Linked DNA regions of Mus musculus: region 2 is linked to region 1. Evidence: chromatin contacts called from public HiCAR-type data. All regions are on one chromosome and are shown on one strand. The core of a region is the stretch at or near the end of the contact, and the rest is flanking DNA. Distances in the headings are between cores, read along the strand shown. Region 1 holds the start of Nucb2 (nucleobindin 2). Region 2 holds the start of B230311B06Rik (RIKEN cDNA B230311B06 gene).

Region 1 (3,989 bases), core at 352-2,851:
TACAGGATTACTAACGATTCTTAGGATGTAGGTAATATCTCTCAAGTTGAAATTTAGTGTGCCTATAACATAATCTTTTATCCTCTTCAAGTGTCATTACATTCAACTTGTTCATTTTTTTTTAAACATATGTCTCTGCTCTCAATCCCTCAGTGGAAGCAGAGCCACAAAACAAAAAATGGACAACATTCTAAAACACAAAAGGAGCTTAGCTTTGGGATATTATTCAAAGTAAGTGGACGAGAGGTGTGGATAAGAGTTAAAATCTAGAGGCTGAGGTTTTGGTTTAGTCACCATCCCAAGAATGGCCGAGTTAGTACAATGTGACTGACTCTTTTTTATAGACTGTAAGTGTGTGTGTGTGTGTGTGTGTGTGTGTGTGTGTGTGTGTGTGGCTGTTACTGACCCCATTTTATACACAAGGAAATGGAAGCATAGTGCTCTGATACCTTCTTTAGGATGGGTTAGAAAAGTTGAGTGTTGCAAGAGAGAAGTCTGATCTCTAATGGTGCACACAGCCATTAACCCACGTTGTGTCTTGCTAACAGTGGTTTCCATTGCAGTCTACCCTCCCCTGGATCTGTGGGTTCTTCGTTTGTAGATTCAACCAACTAGAGATAGAGAGAATGAGACAGAGAGCGAGCGAGCGAGAGTGCTAAGTGCCAGCATTCGTGTGTCTCTCTCTGCTTCCTGATACCTTGTGCCAGCTGCCTCAAGCTTCTTCTACTGCTGTACTGAAGCACACCCTTAAACTGTGAGCAAAACAAACAAGCAAAACCCCAAAACCAAACCAAACCAAACCAAACCAAACCAAACCAAACCAAACCAAACCAAACCCCTCTTCCTTCTTTAACTGCTTTTCTTAGTATTTTTCGTTGCAGCAAGGAGACCAGCCAGTCAGTACACAACCTAGGACCTTTTTCTTTGGGTTGAAAAACAAAACAAAACAAAACAAAACAAAACAAAACACCCTAAAAATCAGTCAGGTGCGAGTAACTGGCACTCACGCTTCAAAACCAGCTCCAAGGCTCTAAAGCTTTTCTACCCTCCAAGCACGTACAAAATGCCCCACGGTTAAAATGTTGTTAATGTTAAATGTGTTGAAGATGTCTTGACTCCACGGGGCAGAGAGAAGAAAAATCTGTATCTGAGAGGTAAATGCTATTAAGTCACAGGGACTCAGGGACCACGATAAGGAGGGTGGGGGTACGTTAAATACCAGTCTGAGTCCCTGCAGGAAAGAGGCTCTCCAAGACTCACAAGAGGGCTACCACTTTTTTCTCCACCACTGTGGGCGCTGCAGGCTCATGCCAGAGACCAAGAACCTGGCAAACCCTAAGATTTTGTGGGGGATCCCCGGGCATCACTTCACCCTACTAAGCCATGCACTAAGAGCTAGTCTAAGACAGCAAGGGAAGGAAGAGGCGCGGCTTCCTCACGCTTCGGAGAGCGCCACGTCCCTCTTGGCTAGTTCTTCCAGAAGCGCCTTCGCGTAGGCGCGTCCCTGGACCAGTTCACCAATAGGAGTCCTCCGCGATCCGGAGCTGGACCAATTAGCGGCTGTGGGGGGAGGAGGCAGTCACCATGGCAACCAGGAGGCGGGCACGCATTAGGCTGTGGATCAGAGCAAGGCGGAGGGCCGTGGGCAGGGAAAACTGGTGTGCTCGCGGCGGGCATCAGTCGGCTTAGCCTCGCGCGCCGGGACCCTGCAGAGAAGGTCAGTGGCGCGGAGCAGGGTGTAGATCCCAGCCTCGAGGAGGCTGGACGGGTCACAGAAGAGAGGGCGCAGGTCTGTTCTTGCCCTGCCCATGGTTGTGGGCATGGAGGGCCGAGTTCTGGGCGGGCAAGGTTGGGGAGGGTCTCCCAGCTGAAGCCGGAGGCGTCGGGTCCACTCCACCACTCTTCTAGCTACAGAGCGCTTGAGCTTTTCTTCCGGGTGGGTAGCACGAGCAGGCAGAGTAGGTGCTGGACCCAGACTGGGGCGGGGTACGTGGGCGAGGGGCTCGCCCACTGGTGAGGTCTCTGGACCTATCGATTCCCGGCTGATGCTCCGCGCCCCCCCGCCCCCCTCCAGTTGTGGAGCAAAGCTAGGCCCAGGAACACAGCTCTTCCCCGGGGTATGTGAAACCAGCATCTGCCACTAAGGAGAAAGTTCCTGCCAGCTGTAGTATCGTTTGCCCCAAAGTGACAAATTAGGTGAAAGAGGATACATTTTGATTTAGGGGGAAGAGAAAGATGTTACTTTCTTGTTGCACCTGCTGAATGTTACCTCCGTGGGCTGGTGTGGTTATTGTGGTTGATACAGACAGCAGTCTTACCAGACAGTTATTTTGCAAAATCAGAAAGGGGTGGAGGGGAAGAGAATGAAAATGAACAGGAACCCTTGTTCTGATAATTTATACCTTTTACACGGGTTAATGTACCTTTTACACAATTGAATGCCGAGTGCTATCATCTAAGTTTCTTATTTAAGAAACTGTGGATAAATAATATACATTTTATCCCCCTCCCCAATCATCCTGATTTTGACAAAAGGCAGGAAAGTGGTGACTCACACAATATCAGCTGTTAGGGGAGCCTGAGGCAGGAGGATACGGGGCTTAAATGAAAATATTTGTTATAGTGAGTTACAGTTAATTTTGGGATTTCCCTACAGGAAAGCTTAAAATGTTGAGATGATTGTCCCAAAGAATTGTCAAGAGGTGATAGTATTCTACCAGGCATTTGGACCAGGGAGCCTTTGGCTATTTAAATTGCTTCTTAAGGTCTTCCCTGGCTGGTTTTGTTAAGAAACTGGACTTGAGTAATGCTCAGATTATTTTATCTTAGAAATTGTATCAGGAGTTTTCCCTCACATAAGCTGTGTTATGGTTCTATAAAACTCAAATTCAACAAATAATGGTCCATGTTCCAACACATGTTCCTTGGTTAACACAATTAACAGGGTTGCACATTAAAATAATGGAAATTTAGGATTACAAATGAAATCTCAGATAGTATCACTCTAGTTATTAGGTGAGCACAGGACTCTCCATCATTAGGTTTGTCTGATGTGGGTCAAAAATTCATTTCCAAGAGCCATCTAGATGACTCGGTGGATAAAGGCGCCCGCAGCCAAGCCTGATCTCCCTCTGAGTTTGGTCCCAGTGACCCATAGGGTAGAAGGGGGCACCAGCTTCTGCAAGGTGTCCTTTAAAACATCCATAAATACATTGTAACAATTCCTCTCTGCCTCCTTGTGGGTTTACAGATGCTGTTCTTAGGCTATTTTCATTTACCCACTGCTCTGTGGTGGAGCCCCTGTCGCATTTACTCTCCTCTGTTCCCTAAGGTACTTACTGTTCATTTCATACTGTGTGTGTGTGTGTGTGTGTGTGTGTGTGTGTGTGTGTGTATAGGCTAGAGGCCCATTTCAGATGTCTTCAATTACTTCCCACCTTATGTTTTGAGACCTGGAACTCACCTATTTGGCAGAGTATCTGGCCAAGGATCTCTATGGATCCTCTGTCTCCACCTTTCAGTTTAAGCCTTCTGAGTGCTGGCATTACAGATGTTGACATGACTTTTGCCAGGTTCGTTTGTGTTCACTAAATACAAAGTGAAATGTAATCATAAGAAGGCAATTGGGACACTTTTCAAATCAGTAGTTATTGATTATGGGCGTTAGTTCTGGTGTCTTTGTTTTAGGATATGTTGTGTGTGTCACTGCAGACAGCAGTACAATAATGTATGTTAAACTTGTGGCCTACTTCCTAAGGACACTTTTAGTGACTGGTGTCTGCAAAATATTTCTTGAGTATTTGGGAGTTGGAAGGGTCAAGTGCTGGTTTTTAAAACACATTGAAGGGCTGGCAAGATGCCTCTGAGGGAAAAGGTGCTTGCTGCTAAGCCTGATGTCCCACGTTCAATCCCGTAACCCATGTCAAGGTGGAAAAAGAACCAACTCCCCCAAGTGTTCCTCTGACTTTTACTTAAGTGTCATGGAGCTC
Region 2 (4,415 bases), core at 446-2,945, 2.1 Mb after region 1:
AAGACAATCACTACGTGACTGAGCTACTCCCTCCTACCACTACATGCCAGTCTACCATGCCAGTCTACCATGCCAGTCTAGTCTACCATGCCAGTCTAGTCTACCATGCCAGCCTACCATGCCAGCCTACCATGCCAGTCTACCGTGCCAGTCTACCGTGTCAGTCTACCATGCCAGTCTACCGTGGTGGGCTGAAATCCCTTTGAAACCATGAGCCCAAGCAACTCTTTCCTCCTTCATTGTTATACATTTTGACCACAGCAATAAGACAAATAACACACCTGGCCTTTTTCCTGGCAGACCTGCATGCATTCCCTACCCTCCTTGACCCTTGACCCTCTTCTCTAGGCCTCCTTCTCTTGTGGCATTTACCATTCTTTAACAGCTTGCCTTCCTGGTAATTGTGGCATTATTGTGGCTGTCAGCCTACCCCAGTACAACAGAACGTAAGTCCCATGGTAGGAATGGTCTGTGGTCATGGCAGATCACCAAGAAGTTCATTAGGCTTGTGGGAATTAATGGATGGAGGAGGGGAGACTCTTTCTCTCAGAGATTGCTCAATAACTATTACTCATTCATTCATTTTACTGGTATTGGAATTCTGTCGGGACTCCACCCCCCACAGTTAGCTGGCAAAAGCCAGGTAGGCCTGGCCCACTATAAAAGGGGCTGCTTGCCCCCTCCCCTCTCTCTTGTCTCTCTTCTCTTGCCTCTTGCTCTCCCTCTCTCTGCATTCCCTTCCTCCATTTCCCCACGTGGCCATGGCCAGCCTCTACTTCTATACTCTCTCTCTCTCTCTCTCTCTCTCTCTGTGTCTCTCTCTGTCTCTACTACCCTCTTGACTCTCCTCCCCATGCCCTAAATAAACTCTATTCTACACTATACCATCATGTGGCTGGTCCCTCAAGGAGAAGGGATGCCTTGGCATGAGCCTGTCAAGGCGTCCCCTTCCCCATACCTCACCACACCCCCCATAAAACATATTCTTATACCCTTTTTTTCTTAATAATCTTTTTATAACAACTGGCGTGTTTGTTTTGTTTTGTTTTTGAGAAGTGGAAAGGGAAGGAGTCAGAGTCTCATGCATCCCATGTATCCATCCCATCAAATCCACTATGAATGATCTTGAACTTCTAACCTACCTGCCTCTGCTTCCTAAGTGCTGGGGTTGCAGGTGTACACTGCCATTCTGTTTTATGAGTGTGGGGCTCAAACCCCAGGATTCTTTCATGCTGGATAAATTACTAATGAAGCTGTATTCCTGGCTCTTTTTGTTTTGAGACAGATCTCATTATGCAGTTTATCCTTGCCTCAAGCTAGATTCCCCTGCCTCAGCCTCCCAGGCAGTGCTTTGGCAGGAACTCACACCACCAACCCTAATGAAACCTGGTGCCTCCTCGTGTGCTGGGTGAGTGCTCTCTGGTGGGCTTTCTGTGCCTCTGTCACTTTCACAGTGTGTACTTGAGCCTAACGGAGCACTGGACTCTTCCATATAGCAGAATTTGGTAGAGTAAGCTGGCATACTTTTCTCATGGTAAGTGGCCTTTTACTATGGGGTGTCCACCATGATTCCTCAGGACAGACAGAAGGAGTGTCCCTCCTCTCTTCCACACTCTGGCCTCCTCACTTCCCAAGGTCCCCCACAGATGTACTTCCGGTCCATCTGGAAAACATTTCCCTCCTACGGAGGTAATGACTTCCGCCTGTACCCATTCCCATCAGCCCTGCTACACTGTCCTGCTCTGAGTTCTGACTACTCTCTGTCTCTAGGGAGGACTTGGCTGAAATCTCCGAGGCAGGAGATGAATCCTGATGAGAGCCAAAGTTTCTCTGAGGTGGCTCATGGCCTAGACGCTGCTGCCCAGAACGCTGTGAGTGGGGGAAGGGAAAGTTCCCTTTGGCTATTGTTGCAGACAGACAGCAGGACACCAGCACACACACTCAGCAGCTGCCCTCGTGGGTATTTGTTATAAGGCTGTTGAGCTCCAAGGGCTCCTTTTGGGAGGACCATGCTGTTCTGGTATGTCATCATTCCAACTTTCTCATGGTAAGCTGTCATTTCCAGAGAGAGAGAGAGTGAAAAATGAGACAGCCTTGGATCAGCAAATGGTTCTTCACTCACTGGCTGTGCGATCCAAGGCTTGTTACTAAGCCTCTCTGTGCTTCTGCTCTCTCATCTATTTTCTCCCCTTTCCTTCTTTCCTCTTTTAGATAAGAGCTTGCTAGGTAACCCAGGCAGGCTTTAAACTTAAAATATTCCTGCTTCAAGCCACCAGAGTTCAGGGATCATGGGTCTGCATGACCAAACCTGACTCTCTTCCTATATCAGTGGTATCTGTTCCTCTGTTTAAAAAAAGCATTAGCTGGACCTGGATTGTGCAGACAGGGAGAGGTGTGGGTTTGACTCCTAATGTGACCTGGGTATCTGGGAGCTATAACCAAGGAGCAGGCTGGAGGTTGCTGATAGGAAATTACCAGGACAGAATATTAGAGCTGTATTAGTTAAGTTGCTCTGAGCAGATTGGAGGAGGGAGGACTTAGTTTATTCCAGATTTCAGAGGCGTTGGTCCAACTTCTATCATGCTGGCCAAGAAGCAGAGAGAGGGATGGTAGCAAGAAAGAGGTGAGGGCAGAGCATCTCGCGTCCACCCCTGCTTCCTCCCAGGGGTGCCATCTAGATGGGAATTCATCAAAATACAAGGTCAGAACCTGCAGTATCTAACTGTGAGCAATCTGTCACACACACAGCAGGATGGAATGTCTCATTAATCATGAGGTGATTCGAACTCCAATCAGGACGACTGTGGCGACTAGCCACCACAGGGAGTTAAGGAGGTTTCTATCTAGGCTGAGCTGATGAAACTGTCACTGCAGATAGATCAGGTGACAGATACCATCTAGGAAGGAGGCCCACTCAGTGAGGGGCAGCAGGTATTAGGGCTCCTTCTTCCTAAATGACTGTGCAAGGCTCTCTGGCAACACTAGAGTTCACAGGGGAGAATACAGGCAGGCTCTGGAGTTGGTTAGGAGCCTTACAGTTAGGCTACACAAAGAATCTTAGTCATCTCTGTTCAGCTCAGATCTAAGAGGCAGAGGCAGGGCACTGAGCTCAGAGTTATATGTAAATCTGAGTCTAGAGAGGACCCGCTGAGCTTTCTAGGTTCGTAAGTCCCAGAACAAATAATTGGACCAGGGTGAGAAAAAAGTAGAGGTGCTGATGGACCCCCACCTGGGAGTGTGGTGAGTCTCTAAGGCCTCTCCTCTCGGGAGAGTGCCTTGGGTGAGCTTGGTTTGTTCCTCATAGCCCTGGTGAGGGAGGAGTTCCCAGGCCTTCCGCCAACTGGCTTCTTTCATATGCTAATCTCCCCTCCAGCCCTATTCTGCCAACAGTTGCTGTAACAGAAGACCACCCCTCCTCCCAAATTGGGTGCTTTATATAGAAAAAAATATATCGTTCACACAGTCTCCAGCTGGGAAGGGACATCTGTTCAGTGAAGAGGAACAAATACAGCTTCTGGAACATTCCTGTGAAGCAAATTGCCTGGGTGCTTCAAAGATATCAATAGCTGGAGTGGGGGCGGGGCAGGGGCAGGGGTGAGGTGGGAAGCTCTGTAAAGCTCTTGCATAGTAAACAGGAGGTCCTGAGTTCCACCCCCAACCCTGGGGGGTGGGGCAAGGAAACAACAAGAGTCGGGGTTGGCTGAAGCAAGGGAGGAGGAGGGGACAACTGGACTAAAGTAGAGTAACATGGAACTGATGGTTCACAGCCGACCTCCTCTGCTTTCCTCTGTTGGTGCTGGCTATTAGTGCGAGCAGGAAGGTCCTTGGGATTTCCCAGCACACAAAGCTGAGAGAGTACTGAAGAGCTGCCATAGGGGACTGGGGAGGGATGGCTCAGTGGGTGACGCACTTGCTGCAGAAGCCTGAGCATCCGAGGTTGGACCCTCAGCATCCACGTAAAATTGGGCTCAGTCTGTAATCTCGGCTCCTACCTCGAGAAGACGGCCAGAAGTAGCCTGGGGAGTCCCTAGGCCAGCTCGGGAATGCAGCTGTGAGCACCAGACTCAGCTTCCCACAGGTAGAAGGAAGGCAAATGTCTCTCGCTGAACCTTGAACTCATCCGGCCACCAGTAAACCCTAAGTGTTTTCCTCTTTCTAGCCCATGCCCCACAACCCTCACCCCAGAATGGGGTTACAGTGTGAGTGCAGCCACCCGTGGCTTAGTGCTGGGGATTTGAACTCATGTCCCCATGATTGCAGCAAGTGCTCTTACTCACTGAGCCCCTCTGATTTAAAGACGCTTGTCTTAATTAAAGGCATGCTGTGCTAGCATTAAATAAACGGGGCTGTCTGGTGCTTTCAGGTTCGTCTTGGAGTCTGCGTGTGGGATTCTTACGGTTCTCTGATGGACCCAG

What was found. HiCAR-type assays count read pairs that join an accessible place to other places.
Region 2: a contact with region 1 is called in a HiCAR-type map of astrocytes, with 6 times the contacts expected there. The contact joins the promoter of B230311B06Rik here to the promoter of Nucb2 in region 1. A contact is called at or near these places in 1 of 39 promoter capture datasets (pre-B cells) and 1 of 115 datasets of contacts at active chromatin or transcription factors (astrocytes).

What each region holds. Positions count from the first base shown.
Region 1 is chr7:116,502,768-116,506,756 of GRCm38.p6, forward strand. It overlaps Nucb2 (nucleobindin 2), which reads left to right and starts at 1,602. Exons shown (of 14, transcript NM_001130479.2): 1 at 1,602-1,717.
Region 2 is chr7:118,590,590-118,595,004 of GRCm38.p6, forward strand. It overlaps B230311B06Rik (RIKEN cDNA B230311B06 gene), which reads left to right and starts at 1,696. Exons shown (of 2, transcript NR_169121.1): 1 at 1,696-1,871.